2 separate regions of the Bos taurus genome follow, and region 1 is linked to region 2. The links are chromatin contacts, called in public Hi-C maps. All regions are on one chromosome and are shown on one strand. The core of a region is the stretch at or near the end of the contact, and the rest is flanking DNA. Distances in the headings are between cores, read along the strand shown.

The links. A called contact is a pair of places that touch in the nucleus more often than the background predicts.
Region 1: a Hi-C map of liver shows a contact between it and region 2, with 2.0 times the contacts expected there. The contact joins the promoter of FRY here to the promoter of ZAR1L in region 2. A contact is called at or near these places in 2 of 11 Hi-C or Micro-C datasets (liver and skin fibroblasts).

The regions. Positions count from the first base shown.
Region 1 is chr12:28,994,868-28,998,912 of ARS-UCD2.0, reverse strand. FRY (FRY microtubule binding protein) reads left to right here and starts at 1,639. Exons shown (of 61, transcript NM_001205616.1): 1 at 1,639-1,708. The coding sequence starts at 1,639.
Region 2 is chr12:28,668,849-28,672,985 of ARS-UCD2.0, reverse strand. ZAR1L (zygote arrest 1 like) reads right to left here and starts at 2,510. Exons shown (of 4, transcript NM_001127440.1): 1 at 1,439-2,510; 2 at 380-472. The coding sequence starts at 2,161.

The sequences.
Region 1 (4,045 bases), core at 390-2,889, 330 kb before region 2:
GGGGGGCATGGATATTAGTTTTTGTTCTCAAATGTAACAACCAATTCCGTAAATCCTTTGGGTCCTGTTTCACCTAGAATCTACATATTCAAAATACAGGTGATAAAACGAAATTAGCTCATTAACTCTGGTAAGCATGTAAATGAAAACTCTGTCGGTCTGAGGACACTTTAAGACAGTACTGATGAATGGTTGGAATTCTTGGTGGGGTTCTTGCCTTTTGTGTAAGGAGTTTGAAGAGAAAGCTGATTGTATTGATAGTGTCTTGGGGCATTTCAGGACACAGTCCTAAAGGTTCTCCTTCCTGTTAAAATGTTTAAAATTCTCAGTCTTAGAGAAAGTATACTCTCTCCCTGCCATTTGTCAAATGAACAGTTAATCCGGGTTGACTTTGAGTCAGGGGAGGGGCGCTCAGATTATTTTGTGAAATAATTATTAGCATAGTTTATCAGTCCCATTGCAATATGTTGATCATAAATGAACTGGGGATGGGGGTAGGATTCGTGGTTTATAGGATGTTTAGCCAAATCCCACCTGCACAAACGTAGCCTGTGAAGATTAAAGTATTGACTCCAATCCTCTAGCCAAGCTAAATAACAACATGAAACCACGCTAACTGAAGTCAGGACACCTGATACCAAGATTTCATGGAGGAAAAAAGCCATTGTGTAGCCAGGAATACAGCGCCTTTGCTTATCTTTTTAATACAAATAAAAAATAAGCTTTATTGGGCTCGGGGATTTTTAGAATACACAGGCTAGCCGGATGCATTGTGGAGCCTGGCGTTCTGTACACGACGAGCTTTCGTGGCTGGTACTGTCCCCTTCGGATGCACACGTTGGTAGGGGGTGGGTACCCCTCAAAAATGTCAGCATTTCTGGGAGGGAGCAGCACAGAAAGGAGGGGAGGGAAAAGCCCCGGCCGACATCCTGTTGTTATCAAGCTCTCCTCTTGCGGAGGGGCGGACGGAGGACGCTTTTCAGATCCACCACCAGATCCAGGGGTGCCACTGGGCCGCCGTAGCTGTGTGGATTCCGGGGACGGACGCGGGTGGGGGAGCGCGGCCGGTGCACCCTCCGGGGGGCGGGGAGCAGCTCACCCGGAGCGGGGCTGACCGGCGAGGATCCGCAGGAGCTGGGAGGTTTTTCCCACGGCTGAGTCGGGGCCCGGACTGTGGGGGCGGGGGTAGGGGGGACCCTCCCGGCGCATCCCTCCTGGCCCATCCCTCCTGGCGCATCCCCAGCCCTGCGTGCTGGGGTGCCGTGGGGCACCCCCCCCCCCACGCTCACCCCGTGCAGGTGGGACTTCCTTGGCCCCGTACCTGCCGGGCCAAGCGTGTGGGCGACCGGCGGCCGGCGTCGCTGGCACTGGCAGACGCCTCCCAGGGCTAGAGATCCGCACCCGGCGAATAGGCAGCCAGTCCTGGACCGGGAGGAGGAGCGGCCGAGCATCCCTCTCCCGCTCCGCCGCGTCCTTCTCATGAGGACTCGCCGGAGGTGGACCCGCAGAGCCAGCCTCCCAGCCGCTGACCCCGCTTACATCACGAACCTGTGACCAGCGCATCCCTCCCACGCCCGGTACCTGCTCCGTGCGGCTCACGGTCCAGCCCCGGGAACAGGCTCTTTGTATGCCGCCGACATGGCCAGCCAGCAGGATTCCGGCTTCTTCGAGATCAGTATCAAATATTTACTGAAATCCTGGAGTAATAGTGAGTAACAGAAAATAACCTTTTTTGTTTGTTTGCTGGGTGTTGCGTAAGATCTGAGCAATAAAAGCCTCAAGCGAAAAGCATAGGCTTGTGAGCCCAGGAAGTTTTTTCTTTTTTTTCCGCTTCCATCTGCTATGAAAATCAAAATGTCAGAGACTGAACTAGCCTTCCTGAAGTGCAGAGGCTGTGGTGGAATTACGGTAGATGTGGTTTGATTAAATTTTCAAGTGAGATGGCCCTTCAGACTCTTGGTGAGGGCAGGACGGGGTATTCCAGGCTGCATTTCCTGCTTGGTGTGTGTTTAATGTGCTCAGGTTTTATCGAAATGATTTCATGAAGTGTCAAAGGGGTGTGGCAGGGCTTCAGAGTACTTCATAATTGTTTTATTAGGGTATTGTCTAAAGAAATAAAAAGTACTTAATGGTCCAAAACCTGGCTCATCTTTTTTTAATATAGAGGCACTTGCAGATTTATTTTGTCTCTTCCTTGTCCATTGGTTGGTGTTCAGAATTATACTAGTATATAATGTTAATATAATAGTACTTAATACTTGAATTTAAAAAAATCCTGATGTTCGTCGTAGTCCAGATAATGTGCTTTTCTGAAACATAAACAAGTGAGTTGCTGACCGTAAAATCATTTATTAGAATATCAGAATGTTATGGCTTCTGAAGTTAGGGTTCTGACCTACTTAAAGCTTTTAACAGGAAGATCTTTCAAAAAGACAACCTCTAAGGCATCATGGATCTGGAATCAAATTAAAATGAGGCCTTCAGGTGATCAGTGATGCCTTGCATTTTCTGAACAGTTTAAAAACAAAGTCTTCTCTATCTCACTGATCAGCCTTTGTACTTGCTTTGGATTAAAAGACTGGCTGGTATTACAGGTCCTGAATTGTTTGAAATTAAAAAAAATTTTTTTTTTCCAAGAAAAATTTTATGTTGTATTGCGTGCATGCTAATTAACCTACCTGCAGGTCCAAGAGCTGGTGATTAATTATCTCCTGCACAAATGACCTGTGGACAAGATTGTTTGTATGTAAACAAAACAGGGGCAGGAAAACCTGTGACTTAATTGCTTTGAAAAAAGAGACAGAGTACCTTCGGCAGGAAGGTGTTCAGGGATATGCATCTTATGCTATCCATAGAAACCATCTTTTCCAGGTCATTTTGCGCCACTGTATACACCAAGGGGCTTGTCTGAAGCTGTTTTTCTACAAGTGGGAAGCCATTTGGGAGTAATACTGTCACCCCAACAACATTCCTTTGTTACAATCATAATTCATTTATCTTGGATTCATTATTTGTGTTAATACTTCACACATAAGGATGAATCTTCTTTTGTCTATTCCCCCCTTTGATTAGTGACAAGAATTGGACATACAAGGTTCTTTATGCAGTTTTCCAATTTCTGGAAAGACTTACTGTGAGTTTGAAATCCGTGATTTCAAATTCAGTGATACTGAATCATTATTTTGAGCGTGTTAAGACCAGATTATTTTCTTCTGTCAATTTCTGTCATTGCCTCATTAGATAGAAAATTATGTTGGGACAATCCTGAGGCCAGTGGGATTTTTTTAAAACCTTTCTCCGCTTGTCTATTTTCAGATTATTCTAGACAAAGCTTATATTCTCTGCCCCCTTCCTAAACTCTCTCCGTTCCCCCACCCTGCGCTCACATCAGGAGATGGTTCAGAATGACTCTTCATTTCTACTTTGAGAGTTTCTGGGACACAGATTTGAATTATTTCATTCATTCAGCAAATGTTTACTCCAGACCTACTACATGCCAGGCTGTGGAGCTACAGAGGTGACTAAGACACAGCATTCACCCTCAATCTTAATTTGCTTCTTGCACAAGAGTGAATTTGGTAATTTCTCTAGTGTGCCTTTGGGGGGAGGTCAGACTGTCTGTCAGTTCTTTCTTAAAAGAGGAAGTGGAAATGCACCTTAGGCTGAGTCTTCTTTAAGCTTGGTGCAACACTGTAGCTCTCAGCTTTAAATGCTTTCAGTGGCCAAAAAAGAAAAGAGAGAGAGAAAGGAATTTGTCTGTGTGGAAGACAAAGTGAAAAACAGAAGCTTTAGGGAGCTCAGCCTGCTCAGGGCCCCAAGGCTGAGAAGATGCACCTTGGGGTGGGCGGCCCATTGGCGCAGCATCACAGGTTTGAGAGGTGAGGGCCCCCCCACCCAGAATGGAGAATCAGGCCTCTAATTATGCAGTGGGGTTTATTTATGAAAGTGTGACAATTAAAAACCAATAAAACAAACTCTATAACTACGTCTGACTGCTTTCCAAGGTGGTCATAAGAGGAAAGAGGCTTCCTTGAGCATTTACCAG
Region 2 (4,137 bases), core at 1,261-3,760:
GAGGATATATGTATACACACATCTAATTAACTTGGTTGTACAGCAGACGCTAACAACACTGTAAGGCAACTATTAATATACCCCAATTTAAAAAAAAATTATAACAAATCCCAATGTATACAAGGTCAAGAGTTCATCTAAATAAGGTAACATTTTGTCCAATGCAACTACCAAACCAAATTTAACACCAGGATGTGGTTCAGGAGCTCAAGCTCTTGTGGACAGCCCAATTTCGTTCAGTCCAAGCCTTTGCTTGGCACCTACTATGTCCTTGGCACTAAGGCTGAGTTATGGTCACATTCCATTAAAACACACAGTCTTCCTCCGTTTAACATCCATGCCCACCCCATTCTCCCACTTCCCACTCACTTTCACTTACCTTATTAGTTCCAGAGATGCACCACACATAAGCACTCTCCCATCTGGTCTTACAATCTTTACAGTGAAAATAGCCATATTTGGGTTCTAAAAACTGCAAATAAGGAGGAAAAATACTATCTTGAGGGGTCAAAAGTGAAAGTGAGAAGTCATTCAGTCGTGTCCAACTCTTTGTGATCCCATAGGCTGTATACAGTCCATGGAATTCTCCAGGCCAGAATACTGGAGTGGGTAGCCTTTCCCTTTTACAGGGGATGTTCCCAACCCAGGGATCAAACCCAGGTCTCCCGCATTGCGGGCGGATTCTTTACCAACTAAGCCACACAACGGAAGCCCTGAGGGGTGAAGGAAGGAGGAGGATAAAAAGCCAGATCCTGCTATCCTTGTGGTTTTGTATAAGTAAAAAACAGGAAGCTTCCTTAACCTCACTCATAGCTATTCTCAAGGTCAGTACATGAACTCAGCTGTCAAGGACTGATTACTCTGGGACCCTTCTAGCTTCTCTCAGGCTTTTCCAATCTGTTTTCCCCAAGGCCATGAGCACCAGCTGCACAAAATGAAGATCTGATCACAAACCCAAAACCCCTCTTTTGCCTCATTTGCAACAGCTATGGTTCCCAAACTTTGGGGTTTCACAGGCTTAAAGTTGGCTTCTTATTTTACCAAAAAGCTAAAGAAACAAAGCAAAAACACAGGGACTTCCCTAGTGGTCCAGTGGTTAAGAATTTGCTTTCCAATACGGGGAGGTGGGTTGGACCCCTAGTTGGAAACTAAGAATCCCACATTCGAAACTACTGAGCCAGGGGCTCTAGAGCAAGAGTCGCAACTAGAGCAAAGCAGGCGCGCTGCAAGGAACGATCCCGCGTGCCGCCAGTCAGACCCAAAGCAGTCGAATCAATAAATTTTAAAAACCCACACAGGACATGTAAAATACATGTTTTCAGAACTTCCTCTCTCCTTTATCAAATAAAGGGAGGAAGCGCAATAAGATTCTGCTCTCATGGAGCCAGAAATGGCAGGGGAAAAAAAGAAGGCTAAGGCTAGGGGAGAGAAAGCTCACCTGGAAGTTGGGCCTCCCAAGCGGCTGGCTGGAGTCTACCGGGGCCGGCTTGCTCTTCCTCTCCCGAGGACTCGAGGAGTCTTCCTCCACCAGCTCCTCACGTGGCTGAAGTTCCTCGGGGGGATCCTCTTCCGACCTTGGTGGTGGTGATGGTGGTGGTAGTGGCGGGGGCGGCTGGCCAGCCTCGGGAGGATCCGAGAGCTCCTCCCGCAGTCGCACCTCACCCCAGTGGCCGGGCACCGACGAAGAGACGCCCCATGCAGATGCGGGTGCCCTGTGGCCTGCGCTGGCCCAGGGGGAGAGGCTGTCCAGGGTGCGAGGCCCCAGAGAGCACTGCACGGACTTGCCCACCCGGAGGCTCACCTGCACGCCCACATCCTTGGTGTTGGCCTTGCGCAGCCGCAGGCTCAGGCCAGGGTTCATATGGGAGAAAACGGCCATGAGCTGGGCTCTCTTGTAAGGGTCCACGCAGCAGTCGGAGGCATTGGAGGGCATCAGCAGCCTGGGCCTGGCCAGGAAAGTGGGGGGAACATTGGTTTGCCTCCAGTGCGGTTGTCTGGGCTCTGAGAGTCCAGACTGGCCCAAACGTAGCATGTTCCCATAGCCCGGGTACAAGCTGTAGGGAACACAGAAGATGCGCTCCATCCTACCACCTGGCGCCCACGCGCAGCGCAATATCCCGAGGCAGTTTGTTTCAGGCCTTGTTTTGTGTTCCACCTTCATCCGCCCCCTTTTTCTCCGGGTCACGTTGGTTCACGCTCTTGCGGAGCTTCTCCATTTATTTCAGATTCTGACGAGTGCTGCTGCCTATTACCCAAATTGGAGGAGGGAAGGCGATATCCCTACCTAGAGAGGCCTAATTGCCACCTGATCCCTAATTGGGATCTCTGTTTCTCTTCAATTCACTGCTCTTGAATCTTTTTTTTTCAAAGCTGTTTTTCATTTAACTTCTTATTCACACACATGCCTTAATTAGCAAATTCTAATTTATTCCTATGCATGCATAGTCGCTTCAGTCATCCGACTCTTGGTGATCCTATGAACTGCAACCCACCAGGCCCCTCTGTCCATGGGATTCTACAGGCAAGAATACTGGAGTGGGTTGCCATGCCCTTCTTCCCAACCCATGGATCAAACCCAGGTCTCCTGCATTGCAGGCAGATTCTTTACCATTTGAGCTACCCGGGAAGCTCCAATTTATTCTTATACTGACTTACAATTTCAGAGACTGTGTTTTAAAAATAAAAAAGATTGAATACAAGCAGCAAAATTTGAGCTGCTGCACTATTAGAGTGAGCATAAAGAAGACAGAATTATGGCAGGACACATAAATGTAAAAAACCTGGTTCTGCAGCAGCAAGAAGCATAGTTATGGGGGTTGGGGGGACAGCGTACTTAGCAAAAAAATATATTTCAGAGGGTTGTATAACATGCCAACCGGTCTCATTAGTCCACTCTAGTGAGAATTCTCCCCAAAAGGGGAAATTTCAGAAGCAAACTGTTCTTAGAGGTTAAATGCAGACTTAATCACAGGATAGTTAAGTATCTTAAGTAAAAGACTTGAACAGAAACTTGCATGCTGCATGCTAAATCGCTTCAGTAGTGTTCCACTCTTTGCAACCCCATGGACCCCTCTGTCCACCTGGGCCTTGTTTACTAGACAACTTACTCAACTGGATGATTCAGTTTTCCCATCTGACAATACTAAAAAATTTATAAGATTATCATAAGGTTAAATGTGATATTATTTATAAATCAACTGGATGTTTCAGTTTCCCCATCTGACAATACTAAAAAATTTATAAGATTATCATAAGGTTAAATGTGATATTACTTATAAAGCATAAAGAATAACTCACAGATGCTCATTAAGAGGTAGCTGTTATTGGCTAAAGATCACAGGCCTGGGTATCTGTGCTATTTAGACCTAGATGATCACATGCTTTTGTATCTATGTGTATTGGAAAGGTGTCTACAGCCAAGGATTATGATCAAACTAAAATGACACCTCAGGTACCAAGTAAATGGCACCCTTTTTCGAATCCAAAGTTGCTTTCACTGTTCATTGGTCAGGAGCTTTTGTATAGTAGCAAGCCCTATGAGCCACTATCACCTTCAGAATCCAGTTGAAAGCTTTCTAGGTCCTACGATAAACACCTGAATTAAGCCTTGTGCTAGCCACAGCCCATACTCTGTGAGTGAGACTGCTGTCTTCCAGGGCAGTTTCAAGAGCAAGTCAGGCACAAAACAGGTGCTTGGTACCCTAGGAGCGTCAAGGATACGTCAAGGATACTACGGAAGCCTGCAGGAGGAAGTATTATCCAAAACTACAAGAGACTTGAGATAGGCTTAACAACTTTTCAAGCCGGGAGAGTCTGAGAGGTTTTTGAAATTCTGCTGCCCAACAGCAACACGCAGTCTATAACCAATGTACTCCGGCTTCAAATCTCAGCCCCTTCCACTCTATAGGGAGCTCTCCGTTGGGGAAGAAGTTATCCGTGCCGACTGACCACTGTGGGGTTTTCTAACGTCTGCCCACTTTGGGCGACGCCCTCTTAGTAGAGAACAAAGACTTTTCACAGACCGCAGGCCGCGTCGGGGCTGGGGGCGGCCATCCAAACGAGAGACGGAGCGGAGGAGGGGAAGGCAGGGCGTATACATGGGGCGTGGTCCCTCCAAACAGCGCGGCTTGGTACTCT